Regions from separate parts of the Callithrix jacchus genome. Here region 1 is linked to region 2. The links are chromatin contacts, called in public Hi-C maps. All regions are on one chromosome and are shown on one strand. Each heading gives the region's core, a stretch centred on a gene start, on an enhancer-like site or on the middle of the called end of the contact. The rest is flanking DNA. Distances are from core to core; before and after follow the strand shown.

Region 1 (5,931 bases), core at 1,419-3,918, 910 kb before region 2:
GAACAGGTTGCTCTGTTAAGGGGAATCACCAGAAAGACGCTTGAGCAGAGACTTGGGATGAATCAAGAGTGAGCCAGGCTGACATGTCGGGGGAAGACCACCCAGGTGGAGGGAGCAATGAGTGCAAAGTCCCAGGGCAGCTGAGTGTATGGTGTACTCAAGGGACAGCAAATATGCTGGTATGGGGAGCCCAGAGTAGGGAGGAAGAGAGTAGTAAAGAGGAGTCAGAGAGGAAGAAAGCACGCATCATACGGAGCCCTTTGGACATTGTAAAAACTTTGGCTTTTACTTTCAGTGAAATGCTGGGCTGTTTGTAGGTTTGAAACAGAGTAGGAACAGGATCCATTCTATGTTTTAAGAAAAGTTATCATTCCAGGTGCTATATTAAGAAGACTATTTAAGGGAAAGGGGGGAAAGTGGAGAAACCAGGGAGAAGGCTACTGCAGTAATCCAGTAAGAAGCTGGATGGGAGTAAAAGCAGTGAAGGTAATAAGTGGTCACATTCTTCATATATTTTTGGTGTAACATCAATCAGACTTCCTAATGAATTCAGTGTGGGGAGTATAAAAAGTAGAGGAGTCCAGGATGATCCAAGCTTTGTTTGAGGAAGTGGAATTTTGGTGTTTCTGACAACTGAGATAGAGAAGTCTTTGGATGGAGCAAGATTAGGGGTGCAAGAGGGAGGTCAGATGCTCAGTTTGAGAAATGCTGAGTTCAAAAGGGCTCTTATTTATTCAGTAGAATTCCAGTAGATAGTTGGAGAAAGATAATGGAGAATGATTGTATTTTTTATTTTCCCATGTTAGGAAACTTTTAATAACTTAAATTGACATTCTAAACTTTGTCAATAGATTATAAAAATACATCTTAATTAGATTCTAAATAGCATCATAAAATCATAAAAATTTATAGCAGTCAAGGTTCTATAGAAATTAAAACAACGTCCATGAATACTGAAAAGCTGTTTCACTGAAATATACTAAAAATATTCTGTGGAGAGTTTGAGAAAAACTACCTAGAAATAATTATTGATAAATTTTGGTTATATATGGTGTTGAGGTAAACAAATGTATTATTTTAGAATAGTTCATAAAGTATTATTTTAGAATAGTTATTTAATATCATAAATATTCATAAAGTATTACTTTAGAACAGTTATTTAATATCTCTAAAATTAAGAAAGTTTCTTTCAGACTTTTTTAATTCAAAAGAATTATGAAGAGATTTATATTCAATAATAATAAGTAGGCACATCACAAGTAATATTCTGCAAGAGACGCTAAAGAATAGACTGCAACAGAAACCTGGGTGACTACATTACACTGCTTCGGCAGTTACAACCTCCAAACACTAAATGTGAGGGGAAAAAAGGGATGGGCGCAGTGGCTCACGCCTGCAATCCCAACACTTTGGGTGGCCGAGGCAAGCAGATCATGAGGTCAAGAGATCGAGACCCTCCTGGTCAACATGGTGAAACCCCAAAACCCCATCTCTACTAAAAATACAAAAATTAGCTGGGCATAGTGGCATGCGCCTGTAGTCCCAGCTACTTGGGAGGCTGAGGCAGGAGAATTGCTTGAACCCAAGTGGTAGATGTTGCACAGCCGAGATCACACCATTGCACTGCAGTCCGGGCAACAAAAGTGAAACTCTGTCTCAAAAAAAACAAAAGGAAAGAAAAGAAAAAGAAAAAGAAAAAATATATCATGTAACATTTTTTAAAGGCAATTTTAACACATTTTAGCCATTCACTTAGGTTCTTATATCAGACTAAACTCGAAAAAGACACATCTATCTAAGATTGCAGGACTAACATTACTATTCTGAAAGCTTTCCAACCACTTTAGAAGCCTCTCTAAGGTCGACTCAAGCAAGATATTTACACCTATCAGTGCTTTGGCATCATCAACCTGTCTCTAACTATATGGCAATAAACACTTAAAGTTTCAAATCCTGCACTTTTGGAAGATGTTCTGGAAATGAAAGTGTGATTTACTTTAAATGCTATGTCCTGGAGGAACACTTCTAAACCTTAATAAACACGGGATACAGACATCATCATTCACCGCAGTACACAGTGATCTTATCTGCAGGCAGTGGGCTGTCTCTGTAGAAATGCTAGACCTCAGTGAACACACAGGAATCAAAGCTGGTCCCGAGCAATGGTGTAGAGGCTAAATATATCTCAGCAAACATGCAAGCTCACAGGCCTTAAATGACCTGTTAGCCACACAGAGGTTTACTGCAGATTCTGATTGCACAGAGTACAGCCAGTTAATGCCAGCTGCACTGGCCTCAGTAAAGGTACAGGTCATTAGCCAGCACAGGCAGCTTGAGGGCACATATGCTCAGTTTGAATTTAATTTTAAACTATGCCTAGCATACCTACTAAAGGGAGAGGAGAATGCCAGCATATGCTGGTGGCAGGTCTCAGACCCTAATAAGCTAGTGCAACAGAAGTAAGGAATCAGAAAAAGCAATGGAAAAATGAGAGACAGTCTTTATAGCTCTGTAATACATTAATAGTTAGATCAACGTTTCCTGTTTCAAAAGCATTCACAAGGCCCTAAGCTCAAATGTGGTAGGGCACCACCTGGTTAGCCAGCATGTGCTGCCCAAAATATTATCATGCATCCAGAGTTAAGAAGGAAATTGTGGAGAGGCTGACCTTGAATTCAAGAGCTTGTCCACGGCTTGTGTATCATCCCTACCACATGGTCTTCATTTGGCTCTGTATTGGCTAATTACGTACGAGAAAGAAAGAATCTTTCCTTAGGAGGCAGGCTATTTTTTAAGCCGAAGCATTTTCCTAAGAGGCAATAGAAATAGTTCCTCAGACTCAAAACTGAAAAGGAAGTATGCACGCTCTGTCACTAGATGGAGCCCTCACTCAATGCAGTTTCGGGGTGTCAAAATATAGGACTCAAAACACAACAGAGTGAAAATGCTTTCAATAATGGTGGATGTGAAACAGAGGCACCTGGAATAAAGCTGGCAGCTGGGGGATACCCTCATTGCAGAAATTCTGATAGGCTCTATGGAAAAATCTAGTTGGAAGTCATTTAGGATGAACAATGGAACTTCAGCCTTGAAGTTGGATTAATGTTTTGATCTTGTTCAGAGCCTTCCGGGAGAGTTGTCCTAGGGGCAAATCCCATTTGTCTATTATTAGTCCCAGGTGGATAATTAGATGCGCATTGGTTGATGGGGTGGAGAGACATCAATAAAGTGACAAATGAGCAGGAAGATTGCTGATCTTCTTCACTAAGAAAGGGAGCAAAGTTTATGATTGACTTTAGGTCAGGGGTTGGCATGCTGTTCCTATAAAGGGCTAACCAGAACATATTTTAGCTTTGCAAGGCTTGTCATAACTACTCAGCTCTGCCACTGTGCAATATGAAAGCAGCCACGGACAATATGTAAACAAATGAGTGTGAATCTACCACTGATTTACTGATTGCCGATTATACCATTAGTTCATATTTCCCAATTCAAGGGAGTCTCATTCTGTCACGCCCAGACTAGATTGCAGTGGTGCGATCTTGGCTCACTGCAACCTCCACCTCCTGGGTTCAAGTGATTCTCCTGCCTCAGTCTCCCACGTAGCTGGGATTTACATGCATCCAACACCAATGCCTGGCTAATTTTTGTATTTCTAGTAGAGACGGGGTTTCAAAGACCTGTGTTGGCCAGGCTGGTGTCAAACTCTTGACCTCAAGTGATAAACTCATCTCAGCCTCCCAAAGTGCTGGGATTACAGGCATGAGACACCGCGCTGGCTAATCGGTGTCTTTTTTTCTTTTTCTTTTTTTTATTGTACTTTAGGTTCTAGGATACATGTGCAGATCATGCAGGATTGTTGCATAGGTACACATATGGCAATATGGTTTGCTGCCTCTATCCACCTATCAACTACATCTTGGCATTTCTCCACGTTATCCCTCCCCAACCTCCCAACCCCCCTCTGTCCCTCCCTTGGCACCCCCCAACAGACCCCAGTGTGTGATGCTCCCCTCCCTGTGTCCTTGTGTTCTCTTTGTTCCACACCTGCATATGAGTGAGATTTTCTCATATCTCAATCCAGTGTTTGATTTTCTGTTCTTGCATCAGTTTACTGGTAATGATGGTTTCCAGATGCATCCATGTCCCTACAAAGGACATGAACTCATCATTTTTTATGGCTGCATGGTATTCCACATTGTATATGTGTCACATTTTCTTGGTCCAGTCTGTCATCAATGGGTATTTGGGTTGGTTCCAGGTCTTTGCTATTGTAAACAGTGCTGTGATGAACATACCTGTGCATGTGTCTTTATAACAGAACAATTTATAATCCTTTGGGTATATATCCAGTAATGGGATTGCTGGGTCAAATGGTATTTCTGTTTCTAGATCCTTGAGGAACTGCCACACTGTCTTACATGATGGTTTAACTAATTTGCACTCTCACCAGCAGTGTAAAAGTATTCCTATTTCTCCACATCCTCTCCAGCATTGGTTGTCTCCAGATTTTTTAATGATTGCCATTCTAACTGGCATGAGGTAGTATCTCAATGTGGTTTTGATTTGCATTGCTCTAATAATTGGTGACCTTTTTCACAGAACTGGAAAAAACCACCTTAAACTTCACATGGAACCAAAACAAAGCCCACATAACCAAGACAATCCTAAGCAAAAAAGAAACAAGCTGGAGGCATCATGCTACCTGATTTCAAACTATACTACAAGGCTACAGTAATCAAAACAGCATGGTCCTGGTACCAAAACAGAGATATAGACCAATGGAACAGAATAGAGGCCTTTGAGGCAATGCCACACATCAAGAACCATCTGATCTTTGATAAGCATGACAAAAACAAGCAATAGCGAAAATATTCCCTGTTTAATAAATGGTGTTGGGAAAACTGGCTAGCAGTGTGCAGAAAGCAGAAACTGGACCCCTTCCTGACACCTTACACTAAAATTAAGTCCAGATGAATTAAAGACTTAAACATAAGACCTAACACCATAAAAACCCTAGAAGAAAACCTAGGCAAAACCATTCAGAATGTAGGCACAGGCAAAGACTTCATGACTAAAACACAAAAAGCATTGGCAACAAAAGCCAAAATAGACAAATAGGATCTAATTAAACTTCAGAGCTTCTGTACAGCAAAAGAAACAATCATTAGAGTGAACTGGCAACCAATAGATTGGGAAAAAATTTTTGCAATCTCCCCATCTGACAAAGGGCTAATATCCAGAATCTACAAAGAACTACAACAGATTTACAAGAAAAAACAAACAAACCTATCCAAACGTGGGTGAAGGATATGAACAGACACTTTTCCAAAGAAGACATATATGAGGCCAATAAACATATAAAAACATGCTCATTGGTGTCTTTTCTTATAATTTACTTGGAACAGTTGGAGTCAATAATGTGACCACTCCACATTCCATCTGCAGACAAATAAGAAGGAGTTTGTTTCAGTCTTCTTCAGGCAACCCATGTATCAGGAGAATGTTACTCTATTACCGGTTCTAGTTGAATTTGATTAGGCCTAACCTGTAATTACATACTCCATTAATAATGACTGGTTCAGAGAATCTGGTTTAAGCCAGTGAACATTTGTAATATGTGATTTCAACTATGACTAGTTGGGGGTGGGTACAGTTACCTGACTTGACCGAAATCTCTTAGGCAGCTTAGAGGAGATGTTTCCCCCTCTTCCATGTATATAAACAAAAAGCATCTGCCATATAATTAATGCTGACATCTATCTTCTGACCAGGGGTGAGCAAACCTGAGGGCAATGCTTTCGTGCTAAAGGCAGGCAGCTGAAAGAGAGAGTGAAACATTCCCAGCGCTCTGACTTTTGCATGAGAGTATTAACCTGATCTCTGGATCTGTTGTGAGAAAATACATTTTTTTATTGTGTGCTATTTCTA
Region 2 (6,857 bases), core at 871-3,370:
TTAGAGAAAACTTGTTTATTGTTACTTATAAAAATAAAGATACTGTGTAATAAAGTAGCAGTTAGTATACCTTGGTAGTTTCATCTTATATCGGTTAATAGTAATTCATTTAATCTTAATCATAACCAAAAAAGATAGGTATTATATTATACTGATATCTTACAGATGAGGAAACAGCTTTATCAGGATATTGTAATTATCCAAGGTAAAAATTAGCGATATAACGGAGATGAAATCCCACCTTGTTTTTCCAGAGCCAGCATTCTGAAGTCTCTTATACCATCATAACTGTCATTTTAAACATGCCTTCTTTATATTTTAAGACCATCAAAGGGGAAAATTCTATTTACCTCAACAATTTCACAGCACTTTTAAAAACCATTATGTAACTATTTTCCCTTTCTTCAGATCTGAAGATTTCCCATGACTAAAGCATTAATCCATTGTCTCTAACTTCTGCCACTAATAATATTATCTAAAAAGTTTAACTTTTTCTTCAAACTTTTTTCCCTCCCACAGGAAGAAAAGTTTTAAAATCTTACCACACAAGTCATCTTTTTTTTCTGCATTCTAAAAGATGAATTTTGCCAAAAGTAGAGATCTATGAGTAAACTATATAAAGCAAATAAATAGGCAAAAAATATATTTTGAATGAAGTAAATGTTTTCAATCAGAGTCTTCCTATCTGTAAGGTCTCTTTCTTTTTATGAGTCATTTTTACTTGAGGGCCTTTATGAATATTAGGATCACAAAAATGACTCTTGGAAATGATGTAGTAGGCAGCTGACATTTCCATGGATATCCATATTTCAGAATAATTCTTGTAATATCAACACAAATGTTTCTTTTTTTCCATTAACTATAGTATCTTCAAATTTGGTGATACTGAAACACCAAATAAATCTCAGCCACTCTTAGCTGATAAAGAGAACATTGGATTCTGAAGCCATAATCAAATTCCTGTATTGCAACCCTGCTTATTGTTTCAACAGAGGAGCTGAGTGCAAATGTGTGGGAAGAATGTTTATCATCTTCTTACAGATCAGAAAGTGATGCATAGGGATTAAACTATATTTATGAGGTCAACAAAACATTAACAGAACTGTGATGAGCCAAATCTGCATTCCATAAAAAGTCTAAAATTAAACTGGGTTTCCAAATGACATGTAACTAGTATTTGAAAACGTCTTATAAAATTAATGTATTCCTGTCTCTATGCTTTTCACTTCAGCTCTAATTTGGACTGTCAACATTTTATTATATTCACAGGAAATTCCTGGTGGAGTTTGTCAATTGGTCTCAGAGCATAAAGTTCTAAGTCACAAACATATACATATGCATTTTTTAAAATTTAAATAATGTGTATCTCTAAAATGCACCATATCATCCGTGCTAAGTAAACCTAACCTAGGTCTGGCAGACACCATTGGAAGGCTACAGATATCCCTGTGGATATTTGTACAAAAAAGATTTTGCTTTTAAATGAGGAAAAGAACTGCAGAAATGCAAATTCTCACTCTTCTTAGCTTGGCTCTAACAGCTATTTTCTGGCCAGTCAGAGGATGCTAATAATTGACCTGGATGGAAAAATATGACTGTAGCTGTCTTTTTTTCTAATTATTCAGAATCTTAATGATTGCAATTCAAAACCTTAATGATTGCAAATCTTAATTGATTTGTTCTTTTGGGCACTCATATGAATGATTTCTATATTGTGCTGAATTTTAGTAAAAATTGGTAGATGTGTTTTAGTGAAAGTCAGTAGCCATCTCTGTCCATTAGTATCTCCAACATTTTAAGAAACAAGCTTCTCCTCAAAGATGGTCTGATAATATTCTTACAAATTCTTTTCAGATTTGAATTACAGCTAAGATAGTAACATATGTAGCATCTCACTCTCTCTATGTGTGGGTGAGAGAGAGTGAGCAAATAAGCCAAAAATAAGGATTTTGCAGACAAGCCTCAGATGAATGCCTCAGAGACTTCTTAGTCCAACTGCATTTTCTGTAGTTAGCATACAATCTACCCTGTGTGAAAACACTCACAAATAAACAGGAATCTGAGCTCAGCAACACTCCTGCTTACTTTCTCTTCCTCTCTCCGCCCCTCCACAAGTCTTTTCACTTCCTAATCTGCCAAATCAAATGCTAAATCAGGAGCAATAGCCTACAATTAGCTTTTTCAATTAAAATGTAGAGTTCAAAGTTGACTCCAGAGTGAGTAATTGCTTTTGAAAACCACAACCAGCAGGCAGCTGCCAGATTATTACAACAGTTTATTTAACCTCAAAACATCTGATCAATTTTATTATCTGGGCAGAAGGCAGATATCCTGGAGAGGATTTTAAATATACTATACATCCTAGTTGTGTGAGAGAAAATTAAAATTCTTCAACACCATAAATATCCTTTTGCCATCACCTTGCTGAGAAAACAAACTCAAACCACACTTTCTTCATTCGAAAGTCAACAGAAAGGAAGAACACTGTGACATTCAGCTAGGGTCGGAGTGTGGGGAAGGGGCCAGGAACAGACAATTTACAAAATTACAAGGTTTGAAAACATTCAAACATCCGGCTCATGATGTTTGGGGTTTTTATTCATCCAGAAAGGAAAAGTAGAGAGGGCTGCCAACGTCACCAAAACAAAGAGTATCATGTTTCCAGAATCCTGATTTGGCTGCCTTCACACTGGCGACCTTATTATTTGGAAATCCACTCTATGGCTCCAGTGACGCCGTGGTTGAAACCGTGGTAATACGTACATTGACTGGAGGGCTCTCAGAACTCTTGCCTCCACAGAGGGGCACCTCGAGGAATTTCTCCCAACTCCTTTTTTCTGACCTTACTACCCAAAGCCTACCAGCCTTTCCTGCACATCTTGGTTTTAATTCCACAATGTCTCTGCAAGCCCATTAGAACCTACGACATTAAGCAGGTTGTATTATTTGAGCCCCTCCCCAATCTTCAGAGGCAATATTAGGTAAGAACATAGACACTAGCAGTCTTTCTGAATTACGATCCCAGTTCAACCATTTACTATTAAATAACAAGATGAACTCCAGCAAATAACTTTTCTGTTGCTCATTTTCCTCATTCATAACACCACACCTGTGTTGTGAAGACTGAACAATTATCATGTGTAAAGTGTTTACACTTGTGCCTGATACATAGTAAGTGCTACGCAAGTTTTAGCTGTTGGTTTTTATCACTCACTCCAGATGCAGGCTTTAGTTCCCCCTGGCTCTCAGTCTTGCCTGTTAGACAGTTTTACCCGGTCTCAGGCCCAGCTCCCAGCTCTTGGAACATCTCTTCAGATAGTCTGGATGAGGGTTCACACAGTTAGATACCTGGGCTGTGCTTGTGCCCTTACTCTGAGGTCTCTTTGTAAGAAAGCTGTAATACATTCATGTACCTCTTATATTTCCAGAAGTTTAACCACCTTGAACAATGTCCCAGATAGATGCAGAACACAAGTAACTCTCAACTGTAGTTGTCTCCAAAATAAATCATCCTTCGCTACCACAAGAGTGTTGCTGGATACTACTTCCCATCTCTGCATTTGAGGAATATTTCCATTGACTCTTTTCTGCCCTAGTCCAACAAATGTCAATTTGACAGGAAAAAAAAAATACATTCTTATCACAAGACAATTTAGAAAGTGTTCATTGCAAATAAACCATTTAATTCTAGAAAACGACACTTCAGTGTCCCCAAAAACACAAGAACACCATCTTATCTTTGTGTTTCATTTTTTGTTAAAGGTCTTTTATGCCAGCGCAGGGCTCAGTGGCTCCTGCCTATAATCCCAGCACTTTGGGAGGCTGAGGTGGGTGGATCACGAGGTCAGGAGTTCAGGATCAGCCCGGTCATCATAGTGAAACCCTGTCTCTACTAAAAATACAAAAATTAGCCAGGTGTGGTGGCACGCACCTGTAATCCCAGCTACTCAGGAGGCTGAGGCAGGAGACTCACTTGAACCCGGGAGGCAGAGGAGACTGTCATTGCACTCTAGCCTGGGTGACAGAGTGAGACTCTGTCACAAAAAAAAAAAGATCTTTTATGCCTATTCCCCAATCTCCATTTGTTTTCCCCTCTAGAACCATGCTAACATATTTGATATCCTTGAATTTCTATGAATTCTTCTAGAATATGAAACATTTTATGTGTATTTTAAAGTTTATTGATTTATAACTGAATAATCAGTGAAGGTTATTGATTCATACAGATTTTTATTCATTGCTTGCTACTTTTAAGCACTCAACTGTGTTCTTATAATATATGCATGATATTTTGTCTACATGTCATTTGTTGCTTTTAACTACTCCAGAATACTCCAGAGTATCTGCCTACTGCATTTTTACCTAACCACTCAATGCTTGCCATATACAAAAACATTAACGTCTAATAGTTAACCTCATATTCCATCAACTTGATCTAAAGTCAGTGATTCTGATTAATTCAGCAAGGGAATTTTTTTCTCCAGTCTTTCATTTAAGAGTTTTCCACCTGATTTATCAAGACAAATAATTCTTTTACTTTCTAGTAAAGACGCACTTAGACAAATTGGCAATTTTTGGTTTGAAATCTGATTGTTGGCAACCAACATGTTTTGATAAAAGTAAGTATCTTTCAGAGACACTAAACAATATAAAGCATAGACGTCTTAAAAGCTTTGTGGAGGTAGTCAGGCCATGAATGAAATCTAAATAATAACAAGCCAGCTGTGTTTTCAATATCTGTCGGATTATATTTATAAAAACGTAGAAAATGCACAAGATCCCAAAGGTGTTTATTCAAGTTTCTACACTGCAGCATTATTTGATATAATGAAATACAGGAAACAATTTAAATATGTATTAACAGAAGTCTGGTGTCTAACTAAAATATAGGATTTTATGCAACCAAAAAAATGATGTACTTCTGTAAGTACTGACACAGAAACATCTTAAAAATACAGTTAGCAAAAAAAAAAAAAGTCACTGAAGAATATTTTTTATATGACCCAGTTTTTGTTAAAAAAAATTAAGGAAATATGCATGTATAGTAACTTGTCTATATACAGGATTTCATGTGCTAGAAAATATTGTAAGAGATTCAGACTGCACAGAGGAAAAGCAAGATCTAAAGGAAGGAGAAAAAATATTTGTTTACCTTTTCATCTTTATCCTTCAGTACAATTTACATATTTTTATTTATTTACAACTAATATGTGCTAATTTTATACTGAACTTTTCTAAACATAAAGAAAATAAAATGTGACGGGCAAGCCTGGCTTTTGAGCTAGGCTGGAGGTATGGTTTTACTTACAAATGGGAGTAATGAAGGAGACGGCCTTGTCCTAGAATCATTCAGGAAAGGAGAGGCAGATGTAAAAAAAGGCTATGAAGAGCAGGTCACGGAATCAGCTCTATCCCAAGTCGCTTATTAAACGGCAATGTATAATCAAAATAACTTAGTCGTTTCCCTGTTGACACATCACTTGCAAAGTTGTGTATGTGTGTGTGTTTGTGTTTTATTGCAAAGAAAAAGAGAACAAAAAAAACAAAAATGTTTTCATTTAAACAGAAGAAGCAATATTGAGTGAACTGGAGGAGTTAGTGAAAAACTCTTGTGACTACTGATGTTAACAGCAGGTAACTAAAAAAAGAAATCAGGTAGAAATAGTTTTCAAATGGCTAATAGGAAACTTTTTTTCATTAAAAATAAATTTGAAATAACCAAACATCTTCTTTTTTTCTTGCTGAAAATTTTGTAAATTCAAATTTAAAATTTATTTTACTACATAAGAAGCTATTAGCATCTCGATTTTTCATAAAGATTTTTCTTTTGAACTTTTAAAATGCTGTTTCATTGCTTAATGTTTCAAAATGAGTTATAGAAATCATTTTTAGTTTATCTCCAAATGATCAAACATAAAAAGTTCAATCCAAAATTGAACTTGGAGTCTTATGTTAGAATGTGACCATATTTGAATTTACAGAAACCAGGAAATCATATATACAACTTTTAATGAAAATATTTAAAAAGTTCAAATACAGACCATTCATTCTGCAGTAGGAAGTGCTCTTACTCTTGAGAAATACTAATTGTTATTTTTCCTGAAGCAGGTAGCAGATTGCTGCTTTAAACTTGAGATTTAAACATTTGATTTTGCTACTATATAATCAAAACAGCTGCCCAGTTAAAAACGTTTATCTGAAATATCTGGGCACAGTGTAACAGAAAATGACAGACTAACAGATAAATATATTAATTATATCCACAGCAAATAAAACAACAACAAACCCCCCAAAATTTGGTGAAGTGTTCACCCATTCCAAGATGCTTTACATTGTTAGATGCAAATAATCTATATTTCATTTTGAGACAATGATTTTAAATTCTGAACTTTTCACATATAAAAATAAAAATACAGTTACATATTATCTACTAATTTTTCCTGTCACAAGTTTTCTTTGCTCATCAGACTATTTAATAAAATGTAAATTAGAAAAAAATAGAATATAAAAGACTTTCTAGATATTTGCACTCGAATCTTGCTTTCCTGCTGGCTTACCAGAAGCAAGCCATCAAATGAAAGGAAATATTTATGATGTTATACTCCCTCTAGTGGGCACATTTAAAATGGAAAGTTCAGCAACCTCCCTGCAGTAACCGGTGCATTTGAGTTTCAGGATTCTCACCATCCTGAATGGGAAGGGTCTTTACAGGTTGTCCTGTGATGGAGAAATTCTACAGTAAGTAGTTTATGATTTACCTAAGTGTCATTCCCTCAGGAAAACTACTGTTTCTATCTGAGTGTAACTACTGTTAGGAAATTACCTTTATAACTAAGCCAAAATCCACTCTTTGTACC

What was found. Hi-C and Micro-C count contacts between places; a contact is called where the count stands out from the background.
Region 1: a Hi-C map of skeletal muscle shows a contact between it and region 2, with 5 times the contacts expected there. The contact joins two enhancer-like sites. A contact is called at or near these places in 2 of 3 Hi-C or Micro-C datasets (both in skeletal muscle).

What each region holds. Positions count from the first base shown.
Region 1 is chr11:43,311,863-43,317,793 of calJac240_pri, reverse strand. No RefSeq gene overlaps it. Among named protein-coding and RNA genes, the nearest start is that of DGKB, 250 kb to the left of the region's middle. Within about 2 kb of position 2,668, at least 2 of the 16 cell types and tissues checked have an H3K27ac peak or open chromatin away from gene starts, as enhancers often do. A contact at or near this core is called in skeletal muscle, where this site is marked.
Region 2 is chr11:42,403,949-42,410,805 of calJac240_pri, reverse strand. No RefSeq gene overlaps it. Among named protein-coding and RNA genes, the nearest start is that of CRPPA, 360 kb to the right of the region's middle. Within about 2 kb of position 2,120, at least 2 of the 16 cell types and tissues checked have an H3K27ac peak or open chromatin away from gene starts, as enhancers often do. A contact at or near this core is called in skeletal muscle, where this site is marked.